Regions from separate parts of the Hordeum vulgare genome. Here region 1 is linked to region 2. A link is a contact called in public Hi-C data. All regions are on one chromosome and are shown on one strand. The core of a region is the stretch at or near the end of the contact, and the rest is flanking DNA. Distances in the headings are between cores, read along the strand shown. Region 1 holds the start of LOC123452135 (organic cation/carnitine transporter 7-like). Region 2 has its middle 29 kb from the start of LOC123398249.

The links. Hi-C and Micro-C count contacts between places; a contact is called where the count stands out from the background.
Region 1: a contact with region 2 is called in a Hi-C map of leaf, with 2.8 times the contacts expected there. The contact joins the promoter of LOC123452135 here to the enhancer-like site in region 2. A contact is called at or near these places in 2 of 6 Hi-C or Micro-C datasets (leaf and seedling).

What each region holds. Positions count from the first base shown.
Region 1 is chr5H:522,543,532-522,547,918 of MorexV3_pseudomolecules_assembly, forward strand. LOC123452135 (organic cation/carnitine transporter 7-like) reads right to left here and starts at 1,702. Exons shown (of 6, transcript XM_045128727.1): 1 at 1,505-1,702; 2 at 407-835; 3 at 99-336. The coding sequence starts at 663.
Region 2 is chr5H:522,406,817-522,410,974 of MorexV3_pseudomolecules_assembly, forward strand. No RefSeq gene overlaps it. Among protein-coding and RNA genes, the nearest start is that of LOC123398249, 29 kb to the right of the region's middle. Within about 2 kb of position 1,310, at least 2 of the 3 cell types and tissues checked have open chromatin away from gene starts, as enhancers often do. A contact at or near this core is called in leaf, where this site is marked.

The DNA of each region.
Region 1 (4,387 bases), core at 452-2,951, 140 kb after region 2:
TTTCTACCTTACAAAATGCATTATGGAAACAAATTTTAGAATGAAAATGTAAAAGGTATATAATTCACAACATTAATGGGCCACAAAATCTGCCATACCCATGCAAGTGAAGCCTCCAAGATAGTGCCGATAGTCCAAAAAAGCGAAAAGAGAACAACGCAAGTGCCACGATTTTGCGCAGGAACAAACTCCAAAAACCAAGATGAGAACACATGGCCACCGCCCACTCCCACGCCAACGAGAAACCGAAGAGCCATCAAACATAAATAGTTGGGAGACCAAGCACTTAAGAAACCCATTCCGCTAGTGAACAGAGCTGAAAACAGCAAAACGGTCCTGAAACAAGAAAAATTCCCATTCAGAATTGCGTGTACTAAAAAAAGCAAGGCACGGAAGTGCTTCATACCTTCGACCATATCTGTCAGAAACAAAGCCCCAAGCAAGTGAACCGATTAGCATTCCAGCAAAGACCACACTTGAGAGTAGGCTCTCATCTTGGGCAGATACTTTCCACTCCTCCCGAACCAATGGTCCGACAAATGACAGCAGATTGAGCTCCATGGCTTCTACAACCCAACCCATTCCTGCATAAGCAAGAACAAGCCCCTGGAATTTGCCAAAACCCATGGCTGAAAGCGCGTCATCCGTGGTGTATGTTTCCATGCTGTCAGCGTCTTTTGGTTAATCGGTAGTATCACAGGAAAGTCTCTAACAAACTTTTGGCCAAATAAGTCTCTTTAGTATGCCCCATGTAGAAATAATCCTTCGTAGAGACCAAAAGTATAACCAATATGACTTGCTGCATACATCAAGATCAAGGGTTCAGACTTCAGACCTGAAAGGCAAAAGCATGTTCAGTATGTTCGTGCAAGATGAAGCATACAGTAGTGATTAATGAATCTAGAATGACCAGAGCACGTGCTCTTCCTCGAATGCAAGACGGGTTGCAAAGCGAGTAAAATGATGAACTCATTCTTGTCAGACTGTGTCCACATGTCGCTTACATGAAAACTACTCTACGTACGTACAGCTGAAACCCAAAATAAATGTAGCTAGTATGCATGTTGCCGTATATTCAGATGTGAGCAGATTAATGAAACTAGCTCTTTCTGCCACCACTGCCGAAGGTCAACGCGAATATATTCATTCAACAACGAAGCAAGTGCCGTATATCCAGATGAGAGCAGATCCGGCCTGCTGCAGGAACAAATTCATCGTACGAAAAGCATGTGACTGAAAGTCTGAAACTGCTGCACACTTGACACTAAATAGGAGGAGGAGCACCTCACTGTAGGATCTACTCGTAACGCTCAAGAGGAGGAGGCGGGGAAACCAATCAGCCGGGGTCGCTGTAGTCAGACGGACCACAGCGCCCCACAACACCCAGCGGTTAAGTCTGAACAGAAATTGATTTGGTACCCACGGCCGCGGGCAGCATAGAGATGGACGAGTTGGGAACCAATCGAAATTCAACGGCAAGGGGTTGTCAGAAGGAGGAGCGAACCGTGGATGGGGGTGCCGGGAGAGGAAAGCGTCAGCGGCGGGCGGCGGCCGGTGGCGGGTGGGGAACGGCCCTGTGCTTGGTTTGGCTGGTTGGTGGTTGCTTCGTTCCATGGCACCACAGCGGCGGCTGGAACAGATTTCGTTTCTAGTGTTCGATGGAGTGAAGGAACGAGCCCGACGACGACGTATGCGACCGGTTCCAGGCCCATGCTCGCCACACTGCATACGCCACTCAGAGTAAATAACACTGCATACGCCACTCAGACTATCCACAATAAAAAATAACATATATTCCTTCCGTTCCAAAAAAATTGTATTTTTTACATATGAATGTATCTGAGGTGTTAGGGCAACTCCAACAGGGCGATCAAAATGGACGGTTGATTTGTCTGCTTTTCGTCCGTTTGGGTCGTCCGTCGGCCTGTCCGTTTCTTTTTATAAAATGGATCGGCACATGCGTCCAACGGGAAGCAAGTGGCCAGCAACATTGTAGTATTATAATAATAGGAGAGAGGTGGGTGGGAGTGAGCCAGCGAATTAAATAAGTTGATAGAGGTGGGTGGGTGGTTGTGTGACAAGTAGGCCAGGCCGGCCACATGCAGACACAGAGAGGGCGTGCGCGCGTCCGTTTCGTGTCCGCGTTGACGCATTTCAGTCCTAAATTTGAGTCAGAAATGGGTCGACGCGGACGCAAAGCGGACGCGTTTTGGAAATGGGTTCGCGCATTGGGCTATCACTTTTGTCCGCGCGGATCCAAACGGACGACGACAGACGAAATGGATCGCCCCATTGGGGTTGCTTTTAATATTTAGATACATCCATTTATAGACAAACGTAAATATGTATATGTATACGCCACTCAGACTATCCACAATAAAGTATGTATATGTCTACTAGTCATGTTAGTATTTATATACTCCCTCCTTTCCGGTTTATATGGCTCATCTCAAAAATTTCATATTTTCATTATACTATGCTCATTTTGAGTCTAATTGAGTTAAAGTGCTTTGAGTCTCATATGCAAGCGCTCATATGTTACTAATAAACATATACATTCATACACCACTCAGATTATTCACAAACATATACTCGCTCCGTTAAATATTTGTTTTTCTAGATATTCCACTATAGATTACATATGAATGTATACAGACATAACTTAGAGTGTAATTTCATTCATTATGCTCCGTATCTAGTCCGTCGTTAAATCTCTGAAAAGACAAATATTTAGGAACGAAAGGTGTACATATGTATATTCATATTTACGCCACTCGAAGTAAATAACACTGCATACGCCACTCAGACTATCCATAATAAAAAATAAAATATACTAGTAAATATGCATATGTTTTTTATAAACATGTATATATTTTTAGTCTAAGTTACTATCTTTATAATGGATAATAACCTAGAGATGATAACATAAAGATTTTTATTTATTAGTTTATAGACTCATTTTGTTTTTTAACACAGTATAGATGCAAGCGGTCATATACACGCATACACTCACTCATGTGAACACACCCGCATATCCTACCCTGATGAGCACTTTCGAAAAACTGAACCGGTATATCATCTTGAAATTTACGAAGTCACCATATACGTCTTGATATATGTCATGTTACTCATAATATGAGTAGTTAACTATGTTACTTAATATATTTTTATTAATTAGCTATCACATTATTATTATTTTTTGCTTATGTAACATCCATGCTATTGTTTGTGTTACTCCCACTGTAAAAAGTCTCAACCACCAGCCCCTATAAGTTCATTTTCATTTGTATTTTTCTGGATTGTCTGCTCCATTTTGTCTACCGGCCGGGCAGGAAGCATCTTATTATGTACCATACTAATTAAGCATATCCTTGGCAGGCATGATGTACCATACTAATTAAGCATATCCTTGGCAGGCATGTTGTCCTACAAAATGCCACTCTCCTGTCCACACTACTTATCTATCCCTACTAATAAAACACCTATTGCGTTTGTGGTACGTCATTAAAATTGCCTCCAAAATTCTTTAATATTATCCACCAATGCCACCTATAAGTTATAAAAAAGGTTTTGCAGGGAATCCTGGCATGGGCCGGTCCAAGAATAGAGACCAACTATACTACGTTCTGCTCGCTGGAAAATAAACAGCACGTCCATTTGGGCCAGCCCATGGACGAGGGCCTGTTTTTTGAGTTTTTAATTATTATTTATCTGTTCCTTTTTATTTTTTTTAATTCAAATAAATAAAAAAACATTCGAAATTCAAAAATTATATTCACATAAATATTTGATAAAACATAAAATGTTTGCAAATTCAAAAATTGTTCGGGATTTTTGTAAAAAAATTGCATATTAAAAAAATCGTAATTTTGGATAAAATATTCGTGAATAAAAAAAAGTCCATCATTTTTAGCAATTTCTTTAGTGCAATTAAAAAAATGTTTGATAATTAAAAAAATGAATTATTCACCAATTCACAAGAAAATACTTGAAAACAGTTTGTAATATATAATATTATTTGGAATTTTACAGAAATGTTTATAAATAGTAAAAAATGTTCTTGATTTTAAAAATGTTCCCAAATTTGTAAAAATATTCACGAATGATCGAATGTATGCAGTTCAACAGTAATGCTTCTGAGTATTTCAGATTATATACCTGACTAAATTTTAAAGAATTAATTGTCATGGTGGATCGGAATATTATACTATATTCTAAAAAACTGTTTCTTTAAATTCAAAAGAATTGTTTGAGTTACCAACTTTTTTGACAACCATGATATTTTTTAAAAAATATGAACATTGTTTCAACTTGTGAATTGTGAATAAAATTTAAAAAAATATTTTTTCTTGCATTTGTGAACAAGTTTTCGAAATCATGCGATGAG
Region 2 (4,158 bases), core at 60-2,559:
AACAACTACATTTATTTTGGGACGGAGGGAGTATTTTCTTGTTCAACATGTGTTCATTGTTTTTCAGTACAGATTCAACATAAGTATTACATCATATTTTTTTCTATACATACATTTAACATTTTTGAAATACATGATTCACATTTTTTGGATTCTTATTTTTTTCATACACATTGTACATTTTTTGTATATGTCCAAAACACGTTTAACATCTTTCAAATACAAGTTCAATATTTACTGAATACCTGGTCAACATTTTTTCTATATATAGTTAATATATTTTTGAATTCTTGATTAACATTTTTCAAGTGCAGTATTAATATTTTTGAACAGATGATCAATATACTGGGTTGGCCTGGACTGGTCACGGGCCTGCACATACACTTCCAACTTCTGCTGGAAACAACTTTGTCACCCGTAAAAAAAAAAACTTTGTCGAACTATCTTTCCCTACAAAAAGACTTTGTTAAATACCCATACAAAAATGTCAAAACGAAGCAGTGTGTATGCACTTAAAAAAAGGAAAAAGAAAATCAAAGCAGTGTGTATTTCACTCAGTAGTCTATACATGATTAAACAGTCCATATTACTGATCAACAATAAAGATTAAGCAGTCTACTCCCTTTGTTTGTTTGTTTTTTGAATAAAAGGGGTTCCCCCCTGCTCCATTTCATTGATAATGAAGCCACAACTTATCAGTTTTACAGCCCAAAGTGCAAACACCAAAATAACATGAAATCCCAGGAACCATTACGAACTACCGAAGTCCAACAACAGAATGTAAATACAAATCATTTCTGGCGTTTAATTAAAGAATATATAAAAAATAAAATAAATAAATCTACACTATATATATATATATATATATATATATATATATATATATATATATATATATATATATATATATATACACATTCGTATGTAGTCCGTAGTATAATCTATAAAAAACTTATATTTATGTACGAATGGAGTGTATAGTAGCTCCCGAAGTCCTCTGCATAAGGGCTTGTTCTGCTGACAGGGAGGGATTGAGTTTCTTCGGACCTGCAGGGATTAAATTTCTTGTAAATGAAAATCCCCCTTAGACCTCTCCAATCTCTTTCAACCCCTTTGGCGAGGGGATTAACAAACGGCATTATCATGCTTGGTGAATCACATATTCAAAAGCGTATCGTGGAGACATGCAATGCTTTTTTACTGTAGCTGTCAACGTGCTACCACAGCTTACCATTTCGCAAACACAGCGTGGACAGGGTAAGCATCGAGGGAGGAACACGAACACATGCTGCAGCAGCAAGCTGAAAAAGCTTTACCTGTCCTCGGAAGCAGAAGTAGTACTGTACCTGGAAAGTGATCCCGGAGCTGTGTCCACGGGGCGGGAGGCTGTCACAGCATCAACCAACCACGCATCGCTGTCGTCCAGTCAATCACCAGCGCATCATCATCTTACCTTGACATCCAAGTGACCAAGCGGTTTGGAAAAACAAAAACCTCTCTCGCGCCGAATTGCCCTTCCTCAACTCCCGTGGCAAAGCCGTTTGGGAAAACAAAAACAAGAAATCTCTCTCGCGCCAATGTGGAAACCAAGAAGGCTCGAGAGGGGGAAACGACGAACTCAACTCCAAGTGATATGATATCTGCAACCGCTTGCACATTCCGGCCGGAGAGAGGTTTTTTTTTTAGAAAAGGAGGCCGAGCGCCGGCCTCTGCATCGAGTGATGCATGCAACCATCTTTATTACTTATTCAACAAAGGTCTGACAAGTACATACATCAAACCATCCGAAGCCCCCTCTCACACCTACATACCGTGATAATGTGGAGTGCTCTCACTCCCTATATCTAAATCCGGTGTCGTCTTCGATCCATCCACATAACGTATCGGAACTCACAGCCGGTGCACCAGACCTAAAGCGGACACCACATGCACATGTTTTAGAAGCCGCCATCATCCTCGAACCGTTGAACCATCTTCAGGAAAGAGATCCGCATAATCCTTGTCAGTCCAGCCATCCGTCGACGCCACCATGACGCCCAACGGCACCACCTCCCCGCGCTCGTCCATCCAAACGCGAAGGCTCGGTAAGATCTGTCGTGCGTAGCACCTGCCGACCAGGCATGACAAAGCGTAGCACCTGTCGGCCAGGCATAACATGACATCACCACTGAAGCTCCGTGCAGGACGAAGACGCTCCACCTCCTGCCACCGTCTTCCAGCACTGCTCCACAAACGATGCTCCCTAGAGAGGAACGACACCGCAATGCCGCCATCGTCCGATCTGGAAAACCAGATCCTAGGGTTTCCGGAGTAGGACGAGTGGATCAACAGTAGTTACAGAACGAAGCATTCATCAAGGAAACGGCTTAGAAAGCCGCCATCGTTCGCCGCCGGCACGGTTTTCACCGGCAACCATGTCTCCCCACCATCAGACCCGTCATCCCCGGCGGAGGGGACGCCGCCACCACCATGGTCCCAGGTAAGCCGTCGCCGTCGGCACCGCCAAGACCGGATTAGATCCGGCCACCAAGCACCAGGAAAAGGCACCCGGAACCAGGCTGGCGCGGTGGATGAGGCTGGATTACCAGGCGGCTCGGCCCCGAGAGCTGAAGCCGCCGCCGCCCCGGGCGCCGCCGTCCAGGCTCTGGAACCCAGGCGCCACCAGGAGCCGCCGGCCGAAGTCACCACCGTCCCGTGGGCCGTCGTCCAGGCCTGAGATCCCCGCTGCCACCGGTAGCCGCCGTCCCTGGAACGAAGCTGCCGCTCCGGGAACCGCTGCTCCGGGAACCGCCGCCGTCAGGCGCAAGATTCCCGCCGCCCCGGGAACCGCCGCCGTCCAGACGCAGGGTCCCTGCCGCCATCTTCATCAAGGCTACAAGCCAGTGCCGTGGCTCCCTCTGGCAGCGACGGAGGAGAGGGAGAGAGGGGAAAAACGCGGCGGGGACGGTGCTAGGGTTTCCCCGAGTCGCCAGGTAGGATGCGAGGCGGGGGCACCTATATCCATCAGTTGTGCGGTATAATTAAATAAAGACCTGCATCGGTCGATCAATCAATCACATCATGCATCACAGTATCACCTTACCATCAGATGGATGGATGGCTGCCGCATTAAGCCTGCCAACTCCACAGTGTGTTTGCTGGTGAGTGGTGAGCCCTTTCGTAATGGACGACCAGTGGACAACATTAGCGTTGGACGGAGAAAGATTCTCAAGTTGCACTTGCTGAACCCATTGATTAGCAGAGTATCCACCGGCCGCTAATGAACGAACGCTACCTTTTTAGCCGTCGATCTCCGGCGCCAGCCACCAGCGGCTACTACCTAGCTAGCGGGTTGATCGACGTCGACAGGCTCAGCGTCCAAACCGGAAACAGGTTCTTCAGGAAGTGTCCAGCGACATGCACATCTCATTCTCATAGGGTTTTCCTCGCGACAGGCTTTTCTCATAAGGTTATATTATCGTCCATGCGCTTATCGATCGATCATATCATTTCGTACGGTGCATCATCAACTCATCATAGTACCACCAAGTCTGCAAGAAAGTAAAACCGGCCACATCATATCTCCAACTCTGCAAGAAAGTAAAAGCCGCACAAACGTCACCGTAGCCCGTTCACAGGGGGGAGAAGTCGTGGCATCGTACTCCGTCGTACCAGGGAAGAAATCAGCTTTTCTAGAAGACTTGAACGTCTCGTTTAACAATTACGTGGACTTCCGTTTCGATTAACAAGGGGGTGAAAGCAATGGTGGGCTGCATTACGAGATCACGACGACAAAGTGGTCTGCATTAGTTGTATATTGCCGGCGAATCCATCAATCAATAATTTAAGTATATTTGGATATATTATTATACTGATGCTGAATGAAGGGAGCAGTAAATAAAAGAAACAATTCTTGTTTGTTGAACGCCTCGTGAAAACAGATGTCCATTGTCGCTGGCCAAGTTTGACGGGACCAGGTGTGCACACTAAGTGTTCACGAGGACCAAGACCAACCATGGACAGCAGGTAGGTGTTGATCATCTGATGCTGGGGTGGCACGGCATGCAAGAGCATGGAATGTGATCGGTTTGCTGGAGTGGCAATTATTGGACGAGGACCATGGAGGGTCGTTCTCACCAAATGCTACTTGATCTTCCAGGACATTCTCGTGTTCTAGAT